2 separate regions of the Mus musculus genome follow, and region 1 is linked to region 2. A link is a contact called in public HiChIP or PLAC-seq data. All regions are on one chromosome and are shown on one strand. Each heading gives the region's core, a stretch centred on a gene start, on an enhancer-like site or on the middle of the called end of the contact. The rest is flanking DNA. Distances are from core to core; before and after follow the strand shown.

What was found. HiChIP or PLAC-seq counts read pairs in DNA pulled down with a chosen protein or histone mark.
Region 1: an H3K27ac HiChIP or PLAC-seq map of VIP interneurons shows a contact between it and region 2, with 5 times the contacts expected there. The contact joins two enhancer-like sites. A contact is called at or near these places in 2 of 15 datasets of contacts at CTCF or cohesin (the NIH/3T3 cell line and pro-B cells), 7 of 484 Hi-C or Micro-C datasets (the P5424 cell line, bone marrow-derived macrophages, cerebellum and 4 more), 12 of 115 datasets of contacts at active chromatin or transcription factors (VIP interneurons, embryonic basal ganglia, embryonic forebrain and 6 more) and 2 of 9 other capture datasets (embryonic stem cells and liver).

What each region holds. Positions count from the first base shown.
Region 1 is chr11:118,736,765-118,742,843 of GRCm38.p6, reverse strand. The region is part of intron 2 of Rbfox3 (RNA binding protein, fox-1 homolog (C. elegans) 3); the gene reads left to right. Among named protein-coding and RNA genes, the nearest start is that of Gm11750, 46 kb to the left of the region's middle. Within about 2 kb of position 3,218, at least 43 of the 459 cell types and tissues checked have an H3K27ac peak or open chromatin away from gene starts, as enhancers often do. A contact at or near this core is called in VIP interneurons, where this site is marked.
Region 2 is chr11:118,547,159-118,552,709 of GRCm38.p6, reverse strand. The region is part of intron 4 of Rbfox3 (RNA binding protein, fox-1 homolog (C. elegans) 3); the gene reads left to right. Among named protein-coding and RNA genes, the nearest start is that of Engase, 73 kb to the right of the region's middle. Within about 2 kb of position 1,724, at least 15 of the 459 cell types and tissues checked have an H3K27ac peak or open chromatin away from gene starts, as enhancers often do. A contact at or near this core is called in VIP interneurons, where this site is marked.

The DNA.
Region 1 (6,079 bases), core at 1,969-4,468, 190 kb before region 2:
AAAGAAGGCTCGGGGGCTGCTTGATGTGTGTAGCTTCTCTTTGGAGGGCTCTGGCCTGTGATTTCAAACTTGAGCATGCCCCAGCCTCTCTTTCAAGAACTCAGGGATTTTGTCCGAGTTCTCCTGTGTGTCTTGTGTTGTGGCATTGCATGTTAATTTGCTTCTACTTTGGCATTGGACATGCGCCTCCATGTCTCCCTTTGTGGAATGGGAAAGCAACAGTCTTGGGGAAGGTTGTGCCTGGTACTCTGACTGCTAGGGATCAAGACATCTTCTCAAGCCAGAGCCTCACCACCTTCCTGGGGGAGGCCCCGTGCTTTCCTAGGTCTCTCTGTATCCCAGATCTCTAGATCCCCCTAGCTTCACCCACCACCGAATCCCATCCTGGGGAAGCAGAGTGCACAGGCTCGGGAATACCTTCCCCCTGCAGAACCCAGCTCCTTTAGCCATCTGGTTCCGCATACATCAGTACCCTACTGGTGCCAGGGGAGCCAGGAAAGAGAGGCAGCATCTTCTCTCCTCCCCTCCCCTCCCCTCCCCTCCTCTCTCCTCCCCTCCCCTCCCCTCCCCTCCTCTCCTTTTCTCTCCCCTCCCCTCCCCTCCCCTCCCCTCCCCTCCTCTCCTCTCCTCCTGTCTCCCCCTCCCTCCTCCCCTCCCCTCTGTTCCCCTCTCCTCCCCTCCCTTCCTCTCTTCTCCCCTTTCCTTTTCTTCCCTCTTTCCTCCTCCCCTCCCCTCCCCTCCTCTCCCTTCCTCTCCTCCTTTCTCTTCCCCATCTTTACCGTCAGATGGTCCCAGGTGTTCTCTGTTGCAGTGATAAACACTACGACCAAAAGCAAGTAGGGAAAAGAGGGTTTATTTCAGCTTACTTCTTACAGAATTGTGAAGACAAGTCAGGGCAGGAGCTTAAGGCAGGGGCCAACGCAGGAGCCAGTGGAGGGCTGCAGCTTACTGCCTTGTGCAGCCTGTACTTTCATACACCCTAGGACCACCTGCCCAAAGGTAGCCCACCCACTGTGGGCGGGGCCCTCCCTGCCAATCATCAATGAAGGAAATTCCCCAAAGGCTAGTCTGATAAGGCATTCTCTCTCTCTCTCTCTCTCTCTCTCTCTCTCTCTCTCTCTCTCTGGTTTTTCAAGACAAGGTTTCTCTGTATAGCCCTGGCTGTCCTGGAACTCACTCTGTAGACCAGGCTGGCCTTGAACTCAGAAATCCGCCTGCCTCTGCCTCCCGAGATAAGGCATTTTCTTAGCTGATGTCCTCTTAGACAACTTTAGCTTGTGTCAAGTTGACAAAAACCTAACCAGGATACCTCTAGTTCCCTGCTCTCCCCTCCCCCCCAGCTATGCTCTAAGTAGCTCTCTGCTGCCCCCACTTGGCTCAGCATCGCCAGATGTGTGGACCCCAGAGCCAGATCCAGCCACTCCAAGAAGAATAAGATCCAAGCAATGTCTCTCTGGGAGGGGACGCCTGGCAGTGTTCACTCAGGACTCAGCTTCTCTCAGGGCTTCTCAGAGCCGGTTTCTGTCCATCACTAGCTGGATCGTGGTTCTGGAACTTTCCAAGGGACTTGCCATTGCTATGTCATTGTGCTTGCAGGGGTCGGCATGTTGGAATGCACCCATTGAGCAGGATCAGAGGTTGTCACCTTTGAGGTGAATTCAGACCGTGGGACGTCTGGTGATAACCCTTGAGGTTGGGATCAGCAGAGCCTGTGTGAGGCTCAGACGTGGGTCTGCTGTGACAGCCTGGTCTGTCAGTCAGCCCAGTGAATGTCTGTGGCCATGACACTTCTCATGTTGATTCTTGAGGGTGTTCTAGAAAGTTCTTCTCAGCTCCTGAGCTTTGTCTTCTCTGTGTAGCATCTGCTAAGATCTCACCTCCTTCCTCAAACTTGCTTGTAGTGTTGTGTGGTCCATGGCTCTTCCCGGGCTCTCTCATCTGAACACAAGTCAAGCTCCCAGGTCCTTGCACTGCTTTTCTCTGATTTGTCTTCATTGACTTTGCACTGCCTTAGCGGGTGGTGATACGGTGCTCTTAACAGCCCAGCAGTGGGGGTGTGGCTCACTTTGGAGAAGTGGCAGAGATGAGAGGGAAAGCCCACGTGGGCGATTGTTTCATTTGGATGGATGCTGAGTGACTTGGAGAATGACCGTGGCAAGGTGGCAAAGCTCTGACCAGGCCTCTTGGAGCAGGCTACCTTGTACTGCAGACATGTGTCCTGTGCATCTCCTTTATTTACTCTTTCCACTGGGAGGTCTGTATACCACCTCTCAGGCCTGGAGTGTACACAGAAACAGGCAGAGCTTCCTCCTCCTCAGCCTAGCACCTAGAGGAAGAGGAGTAGAGATCTGATTTCCTGATAGTGTCTGCCACTTGTGCCTTGGGGACCCACTGTCCCAGTGATGGAATCGGGCTTGGTTCTAGGATACCTTCTGCACCAACCTCCTGTCTCAGTGACAACAAGGCTGGCTTTGTAGGCTGCTCCCACAGCTCTAAGTGATGCTGACCTCTTCCCACCTGCTGACTCTCCACCCAGTGCCTTCTGTCCTCTTCTCGGGTGTTCATGCCGCCAGCAGAAGGATCTGTCTGCATATAATCTATGTGCAGGCAATTCTGACCCTGCCAGCTGTCTGGGCACCAGTCTGTGCCAGTTAATACCACCAGGTGGCGTTGTGTACCGTGCAACTGCACTGCTGGCTCAGTTCCCTTCTTGACATGACTCATCTTTGGTCTTCTAAGAAACAAGTTGAACAGAAGTAGGAGTGGGGGCATTGCAGGAGGAGTGACCCCAGTCTCCTTTACTGTTACCATGTAACTACGAACCCCAAATCCGTCTCATTAGAGATTCCAAGTGTTCACAGGAAAGTACCTTGGACTTGTTAATTTTTTCTGCTGCTCACATCAGATGCGGTGCACATTATATAATAAGTTTATGTTTGTGAGAAGGAACTGGGTTTTACTCGGAGAAGCTGGGTAAAGGATCCGTCAGCAGGTCCCCTGATGTGCTCACTAACAACTCCAAATAAGTTCCATAAGCTTAGCTCATATCTGGCTCATGGCACTGTGGATTGCTGGCCTCAATCTGGCCCGCTGTGACCACACTCCAGTGCCCAAGCTCATAAAGCAAACGCCTGGCAGCTGGTAGGCAGAGGAAAGTGTTCACCCCGCTTTCTGGTTCTGCAAACTTCCCTTAGAAGTAGAACACGCCCACTGCCACGTCATTGGCCAAAGCAAGTCACATGGCAGTCCCTGCCCTGAAATGGATGGGAAGGTTAGTCCGACTGTATCCCAGCAGAAGTGATGGGAAGATTAGCCTGGCTGCTAGCCACAAAACACCAGCTGGTTCATGGGTCCAGGTACCCGCAGGGAGTGGGGTCCTGGGCTCAGTTTAAGAATAAGAACAGCGATTGCTTCAATGTGGTCGCAGCCCTGTGATGGTCTGAGGGTTAAATGCCGCGCCCAGGGTCAAGATCAGGGTGCAGAGTGGGAATAGCAACCTCTTCAGCTGCTAAGCCATAAGCAGAGCTTTGACAGCCGCTGCCCACTGAGCACTGACTGGCCAACAGCTGCTCTTAAGGGGGTGGGAGAAATGACGTGATGGAGTGTCCATGTCCCATTTATCTCGGCCAAACTCTCATCCTGTCCTGACAAGGATTGCCACGACTCACAACAACTGCTGTTGCAGACTGAGGTGAAAATCAGAGGCAGCAAGCGGGAAGCCTGCTCCTCAGCGGCCTTGATGGGAGCACTGCTATGCAAAGAATCTTCCACCAGGGGGCAGCAGACATCCTCTGCAAACTGCTGCAAAAGAGCTTGGGATCCAGGAATCCAAAGCCCAGAGCTGGTCAGGCCAGGCTTCTATTACAGGTCGTGAATCTGAGATGCACAGCACGGTGTGGCACCTCAAATACTTGCATAATGATCGTCACGTGTCTCCATGTTCCTCAACTCCAACTCACATGCAAGCACGGTATATTGGCATGCGTATAGCCTTGTGTCTATTCCTATGTCAGCTCACACGGTGTGGTCAGTTAGAGTCAGATTAAAAGCAGCACCATGCATGGCTATCTTATTGGCAGTCTGGTTATAAACTTGAACCTTAACATGATACAAGGGGGCTATATATGACATCATAATTAACAAGAGGAAACCGAGGCCCAAGAAAGTTAAATCACCTCCAGGTCCCCCTCAGTCACAGGAGCCGGAGCCCTAGTCCATGTGTGCTGGGTCTAAATTGCTTCCTTTCTTCCCCTCCAGCATTTCTTCCAGACAGCTTGTTACCCAGGGTCAGGAGGTGAGGGTGAGAGGAGGGCGCTGTGGCGCCACCCAGTGGCTCTGCTGGGGAATGTGGATGTTAGGCTGGAGGCAGTGTAAAAGATCAAGGCTGGAGATTTGAAGACTGACGTCCACGAAAACCAACCAGGGCCAGTCTGAGAGATGAAGGGGGGAACTGATAGAAGAGTCACAGGCCACACACACACACACACACACACACACACACACCGCCCCCCCCATCCTTCACTGACCACCAAAGGGACGTGGAGGAGCCTACTGGGAGCATGAAGAGGAGGGGAGCAGGTAGTGTAATTGGCTGGAGATTATGAGGTCTGAAAATCTCCCTCCATGCTAGAAAAGAGGTGTCTCACCCTGGCATCTGAGTGAGAAGATGCCTCCCCGTGAGAAGCTTCTCTTTCCAGGGGTTCCTAACACTTCACACACACACACACACACACACACACACACCCTGTAGCTCCCCATTGCCTGGGTGCACCCTGAGCTAGCCCCTGCTGGTTAAAGGGGGCAATGCTGGAAGGATTGCCCCTAGAGGGCAAACTGACAAGTGTACCCTGCAAAGCCTTGGTAGTTCTCTACCCTCAGGCACTGCAGCAGGTAGAGAGGACGGGCCAATGAAAGTAGCAGCAAGACCACCCGACCACACAGCCCAGGCAAGAGTGTTTTAAGAATCCCACATGAACCCTGGTGTAGAGACATACATCTTTAGTCCTACCATTCAGGAGGTAGACACAGGCAGATCTCTGAGTCTGAGCCAGCCTGGGCTTCAGAGTGAATTCTGAGAGAGAGCTACATAGTAAGACCCTGTCTCAAAAAAATTAATAATACATTTAATTTTTTTAATTAAAAATTTAAAAAATCAGTCATGCAGTGCTGTAGTTTACCTGAATGAATACCAGACTAAGGCGGAGGTACGAAGCGGTATGTTACTGACGAGGCCTCTGGGTACAGAACTCGGAAGTCCAAGGGCCACACCACTCTCTGGATGAATGCATCCCCTCCCTGAGCCTACCCTACCTCCAGCTCCCCCTACCACAGGCTTTAATGGTCGCCAACCACTTTCCCCTCAGCTATGTGCGACTGTGTCTTAGTAACATGGAGAAATGAGTTCCCAGCCCTTCAGGATCAAAGCTGGCCTCCTGCCCCACCTGTTCTCTCTCCTTTGAAGTTATTCTCTTCCACCCCTGAGCCAACCAACCTGTGTGATGCAGGCGGGAGGCTCCCAAGCCTGGTGGCCAGCCTGGGATTGTCCTACCACAGAACTGTCAGAAATGTGAACCATGTATCCCAGGCAGAGAGAGTGACACCCTGGGACCAAAGCCAGTGGCTTGGATGTCTCAACAACTCCCTTGGGATGGAGCCCTCAGAGGCAAGCAGGGAGTGATGACATACTTATTAATAGGGCCTCTCTTAAATACTCTAATGAGTGAGTCTGCTGCTGTGTGTATCCACAGAGTCCCAGGGTGTAGAGTCCGCCCACCCCCACCCCACGCCCAGTGCTGTAAGCTGGAGACCCATATCTATACGCAGCCAGCAATGAAACCTCAAGTTCAGAATGGGAACCAGGGGCCTACAGGACCGAGGGGTGGGGGCTGTATTAGAGAAAAAAATCCAGCCTTGGTGTATGTGAGTGTGGGCTTCTCATCTCTGGGGTCCCCCAAACCATCATATCTCCAACTTCATTTTTCCAATTTCTTGCAAAACATTTATCTACATTGTACCTCCTAGGAGCTGAGTGGTGTCGGGGGGAGCGGAGGCTCATCGTATTGTTAACACTGCCTGGGAG
Region 2 (5,551 bases), core at 475-2,974:
TGGATGCTGCCAAGTGCAGGAGCCTCAAAAAACCTGGTGTGTGGGCCCTACAGCTTTAGCCATGATCCTTGACAACTGTCTGGGGGTGTTTGAAAGCCAGACTGAAGTCTCCCAAGATTCAGCTGGGTCCCTTCTCACTGCCCTCGTTTGCCTCGGGCTCTTAGAGCTTCCAGAACCTTCCTGGCCTGTTCTGTCCCTCTCTCCATCCCCGGCTTCAGACTCCCCCCCCCCCCCCCATCTCACACTTTCCAGAACCTCGACACAGAATGAGTCCTGGTGCCAAGGCCTACCTGCAGGTTCTGTATTGATTTGCCCGCTGTCTCCGTTGACGCTGCCGAGCCGAGCGGAGGCAGCCCCACCAGCTGAGGAGAGCAGGAAGCCGCTTCTGCTGACTTTCCAGAATGTACCGTATGCTTAGGCCTCAGGACAGGGGGCCCCAGCTTGCTCGCCTCGGAGCAAGCTGTTTACTTTTGAGCGGCTCAGCAAAAAGGCAGGGGAAGACCCAGGAGGAGTGGATCCCACTGGCCTTGTCTGGACACCATCTGGCCCAGAGATGCCCAGGGCACAGGCAGCCAGGAGTTCAGCAAGAGTCCTGTTCTGCATCTGAGGCAAGCACTCAGTAATGGGTGAGGAGCTGGCAGGCAGGGGCCTGGCCAGGGGGCCTTTCTTAGAGTTCTCCCCACCCAGGTAGTGTGGATCCCTGCCCTACATGGGGATTGAATAGCTGGGTCTTGATGACCTCCTGTCTGCTCAAAGCTGCACTCTAGGATTCAAATCAAAATGGTGGCATTTCTGCATGACAAAACAGAGCTTAGAAAGGAGCCTAACAGCTCCATCTCTCAGCCTAGGACCCACTTAGCCGAGGAGCATATCCCTCCAGCCTCATGTCCCCGACTCACAGTTCCCCCAGGTTAGTTAGACATTCACACTTCCTATGTTCACCCTCCAACTCCCCACCATCCCACCCTGACGCCAGTCAGAGTCCTCCAGCCTCCATGGTTCACCGTGCCAGGACAGGGCAAGACAGGGTCTCCTGGTGGGATTACAAGGTTAGCAGTGCACCGTGCAGACCGAGGTGCTCCAGGTGAGAGGAGAAAAGGAGACACCCTGAGCATGCTGGGAAAGATCTACCTCACTCTTCTTCCGCCAAAGCCTCTGTGTCTGAGAAACCTGCAACTTTGGCAGCATCAGGGAGCTCTCAAGGTGACGTCCCTCTCAAGGTGGCACCCCAGGGATTCTGTGGAGAATAACTCCACTGGAGAGAAAAGTAGGCGGTTGGCTTTTTCCACCCAGCCACCTGCATTTCCCCAACAGGCCTGGGTTCCGCTTTCCTGCCAGGCCCCAGCCAGCCTGTCCCCTCCTCCTCCACCTGCTATCCACAGCCCCACCCCTAGCCCTACTCTCCCCTCCCCCACCCTCACCACCCAGCAACACCCGAGGGCTTTGTTAGCACAACTCGGTTCAAATGTCTGATTAGTCCTTAGGAGATCGCAGGGTCAATTTTCTACAGCTCCTTCCTCTCCATTTAACTAATTTAACTGCACGATTGTTACAAATTTCATTTTATTATAGCCCGCTTCTCAGTCCAATTGAATTACTAAAATCTCATTTTCTCAGAAGTGCTGAATATGTAATTAGAGGAAAAATTATGCTCCTGCCTGCCTATTAGGCTGGTTCACACATGTGTACATGTGACACGTGTGAGTCGTCGTGAGGTGGGCTTGGCCAGAGGCTGGCTGGCTGGAGCCCAGTACGTCCCCAGCAGAGGCAGACACGTGGAGGTCAGCGTCATGCAGGATGGGGTGCCCATCTGTGTGGAAGGGACCCAGTGTGCGCAGGCAGCCTGTGATTGCACGAGAGGAAAACCACATTAACTCCAGATTACGAATTAAACAATATCTGTGGGCCATTGTAATTAAGGGGAAATTCAATTCCCTTCTAATGCCCCATTATGTCTGGCTCGGCAAGGTAAGCTTGGGCTAAGCGGCCCCTTTAGTGGGAGGAGAGGTCACAGGGAGAGCTTTAGCCACAGGTCTGCCCCCTTCATGGTTCCTGGGTCCCAGCAGGGATGGGGTAGGAGGGCATAAAGTGTTCTGATCTATGGATTTCTAAGGATTCCTTCTTAGCCACTTCCAGGAGGATCCTTCTGTGGCCCCACAGGGATCTTCCACAGCTGCAGGGTTTGGTGTCGCAGGCAACCCTTGTCCAGAGTATGGTGTGGCTTAGAGAGGGCTGCCAATGGGGAGAGCAAGGAAGACTTTAGCTATCAGCTGCAGGAAAGGGGCCTCCAGGCCCCTTGATGGTGCTGCGTTATAGGGGGATACACCATATGAGGTCACATCAAGTGCTGATGCCCAGGAGTGTCTGATGGGACATGTGTCATCCTGAAGCCATGAGGTCTCTCCAGGCTTGTGGCTCCCCAGACAGAGTGTTGGCAGTCAGGTACAGGTTTCCTCTCTGTTATTCTTTTCTCTCAACCTGTTCTGTGGTCTCTGGGAACACCTGGGCTTCTTGCCTCTGTGGTCTGACTTTTGTTGGTCACTTTCCTCCTCATTCCTTGGGTAGCTCCTAAGCATTCTGGGAATGCCTAGCTAGGGTGACCTCATTATAGCTAGATTGTGTTCTCTGACCCACCCCAGCCTCAGCTCACTGCAGAGGGCCTCATGCCTCAAACCTGTAGATTCCAAGAGAGACAGATTACTGGTCTAGTATGCCCCACCCACAAGATACTATAAAAAGAATGGGGGGTGAGCCCTCCCAATTGCTCTGGAATCTTCTTCCTCAGAGAGATTTCTGACCTAAAGGTCTGCTGGAGAAGTTACAGGTGGGCTGGATAGGTGCGGGGTCCTTGGTTGCCCTGACCTGGTCTCAGAGACAGCGCAGGAGGTGGACCCAAAGCAGGTAGGACAGCTGTAGCCTCTACACACTGCCCTTTATCCCTGAGTACCATGAGAACCACCCAGAAAACCACAGCTGCTTCCCGGCTGTGGGTCTGGTGAGAATTCCCGAGGCTTTAAGCAGAGACACCATCACTCAAGCACCAGCTGGGGGGATGGGGAATGAGGATGCCTTCTCCATTCCCCAGCCGCAGGGAGAAGCTCCCGTCTCCATCATGCCCTTGGGCATCATGTCAGCTCTTCTTTGGGTGTGAGGGGGTGTGGTGGCTTGGAGTGTGTAGCCATGAGCTCATGGAGATGACGGACAGCTCATGTGTGGGGTGAATGGGAACGCAATCCAAACACTACATGCATGGGCATGAGTGTGCGCCTAAGTGATGCCTGGTGACATGGGTACAGCTCCAGTCTCCATATCTGTGTCTCTCTAACCCCAGCCAAGCTTCAAGCACGTGGAGGCAGCGAAGGTCTCATCCAACCCTTTCCTTGTCCGTCTGTCCTCTTCTTCCACATGAGTGCCTGGGCAATCTCTTAGGATCACGTAGCAATGTCAGGACTGTACACCCATGAGCAGAGCTGAGGAGCTGACAGCGAGCAGACCAGCCCCAGTGCAGCCCACCCCATCTCTCCTCTGTCACTCTTGACCACCATGTCCGTCTTTCCATTCATTCTGGGGTGTCAGGAGGGGGGGCCAACCTGGTGATGCTGCATCCCACCTGCCTCTGCCTCTTGATCAGCAAAAGTTCAGGCACCCCAGCTTGGCTCCCCCAGTCCTGTGCTCTCTGCTGTCTGTCAGGCTGTCTAGCAAAGCCATCTGCATTCCAGACCCCTAAATCCTACCAGACTCCCACCTCCAACAGAGATGTCCATGTGACCTCGGTTTGTTGCCTTTAGCCTCTGGCTTGGCCATGAGTGTGTGGTGAACACCTTAGCATGTAACTGCATACACACACACACACACACACACACACACTGTGCACTGCTCACCCCACACTGCTCTCCTTCTTCTCTTACCCCCTCCAGTCACATATCAGCCTAGCGCATAGTGGCCCACGGTCTCCAAGCCAGTGCTCTTAGTCTGAGTGCCCTGGCTTCCAGCATCCCATGGGTACAGGGCTTTGGAAGCTGAGCTTGCTGGGTGGAATTGCTGTCAGCCTTAAATGTTAGAGAAGGGAAGACCTGGGGCCTTTGCCTGAGCTAGCTCAGCATGGGTTCCATTTGCCCGAAGCAAGCTCGCCCATGGGGTATGGAGGATGCGCCTGCTCTCTGAGAAATTCTGGCTGCCCCGTTGGTCTGCATCAGCGTGTGGGACCCTGGACTCTGAGGCTCGTGGTCAGCAACGCCGGCTGCTGCTGGCCGAGGACTCACTTCTCTTTCCTGTCTCCCTGCCAGCCTCTCACTGGGATACTGCTTGCTTCTATGAGCTCAAGCCTAGACTCTCACTAGAAGCCTTTACCCTGGGATATATCTCTCTGCAGAGGTTCCAGGCAAACTCACTAGGCCCAAAAGCATGGGAACCTGTTCACAGCCTCTGTAAATAGGAAGATGGAGAGAGACTCTCTCTCTCTCCCATTGTCAATACTGTTTACAGAGTTTTTGCCCTAGAGGCCTGGCTGACCACCCCAGGGGCCCAACAGAGGCCCCATGGCACCAGTAGGGTTTGCCAGTGGCTGCCAGGTCTCCAGCAGCTCCTAAGTGGTTCCATGAACAGTACGCCTACCCTAAAAGTCCCTACCCCTGCCCCGCCTAAGGGCTTTTTATTCATTTATAGCTAATTTTTCCTGCCAGAAAACAGTGGCCCTGAGCTTGGCTGCCCGCCTCTGCTGACCTCACTCGGACATTTACACCAGGCTATCTCTTCCCTCATCTCCATGTACTCTCTACTGGGGTTCCGGCTGGGTATGCTCAGATCCGTGTGAGAGCTGAGCTCGTACAGGGTCTGAAGGCTTCTGCTGTGTGAGGAAGGGTAACAAGAGGAGTGGGGGGGCAGCCGTCCCACACTTCCTGTGCTGGCTGCTTCACCTGTCCTCCGTGCAGACTGGAAGGGGACACAAGGACATCTCCATTTCACAGTGGTGGAAATGGAGGTACAGGATGCAGGTCTGCCTAGATCAGGAAACAGATGTGAGCTATCCTGGACAGCCACGTACTAGAGTTTAAGGTCTTTGTCCTTGGGGTGGGAGGCCAAGTTTGATGCATGCAGCATCCTGACACATCTCCTCCCTGTTCCCTGGAAGGTTGTCTGTGAGCATCAGTACCCCCTACTTTTCTATTCTATATGGGACCTCTGGTCCACATACGTGTGTGCAGGTATACACAGTGCATCAATGGATGTGGAAGCCAGAGGAAGCCTTCAGGTGTCCTCCCTCTCTCTCTCTGCCTTATATCCCTTTGACACAGGGTCTCTCACAGAACCAGTTGCTCACCTTTTCAGCCATGCTAACCAGAAGCAAGCTCTCAGGATGCCCCACCCCCACTCCCGCACCAAATTGCTGGGGTCACAGGCATGCACAAGTGTGCTCAGGTTTTTTACACGAATGCTAAGAATTCAAACTCAGGTCCTTACGCTTGCAGAGCAAACACTATTACCCACTGAGCTACCCCACCCACCCCAGCCTCTTTCTTTCGTCTTCTCATAGGACAGACAGACAGGATAA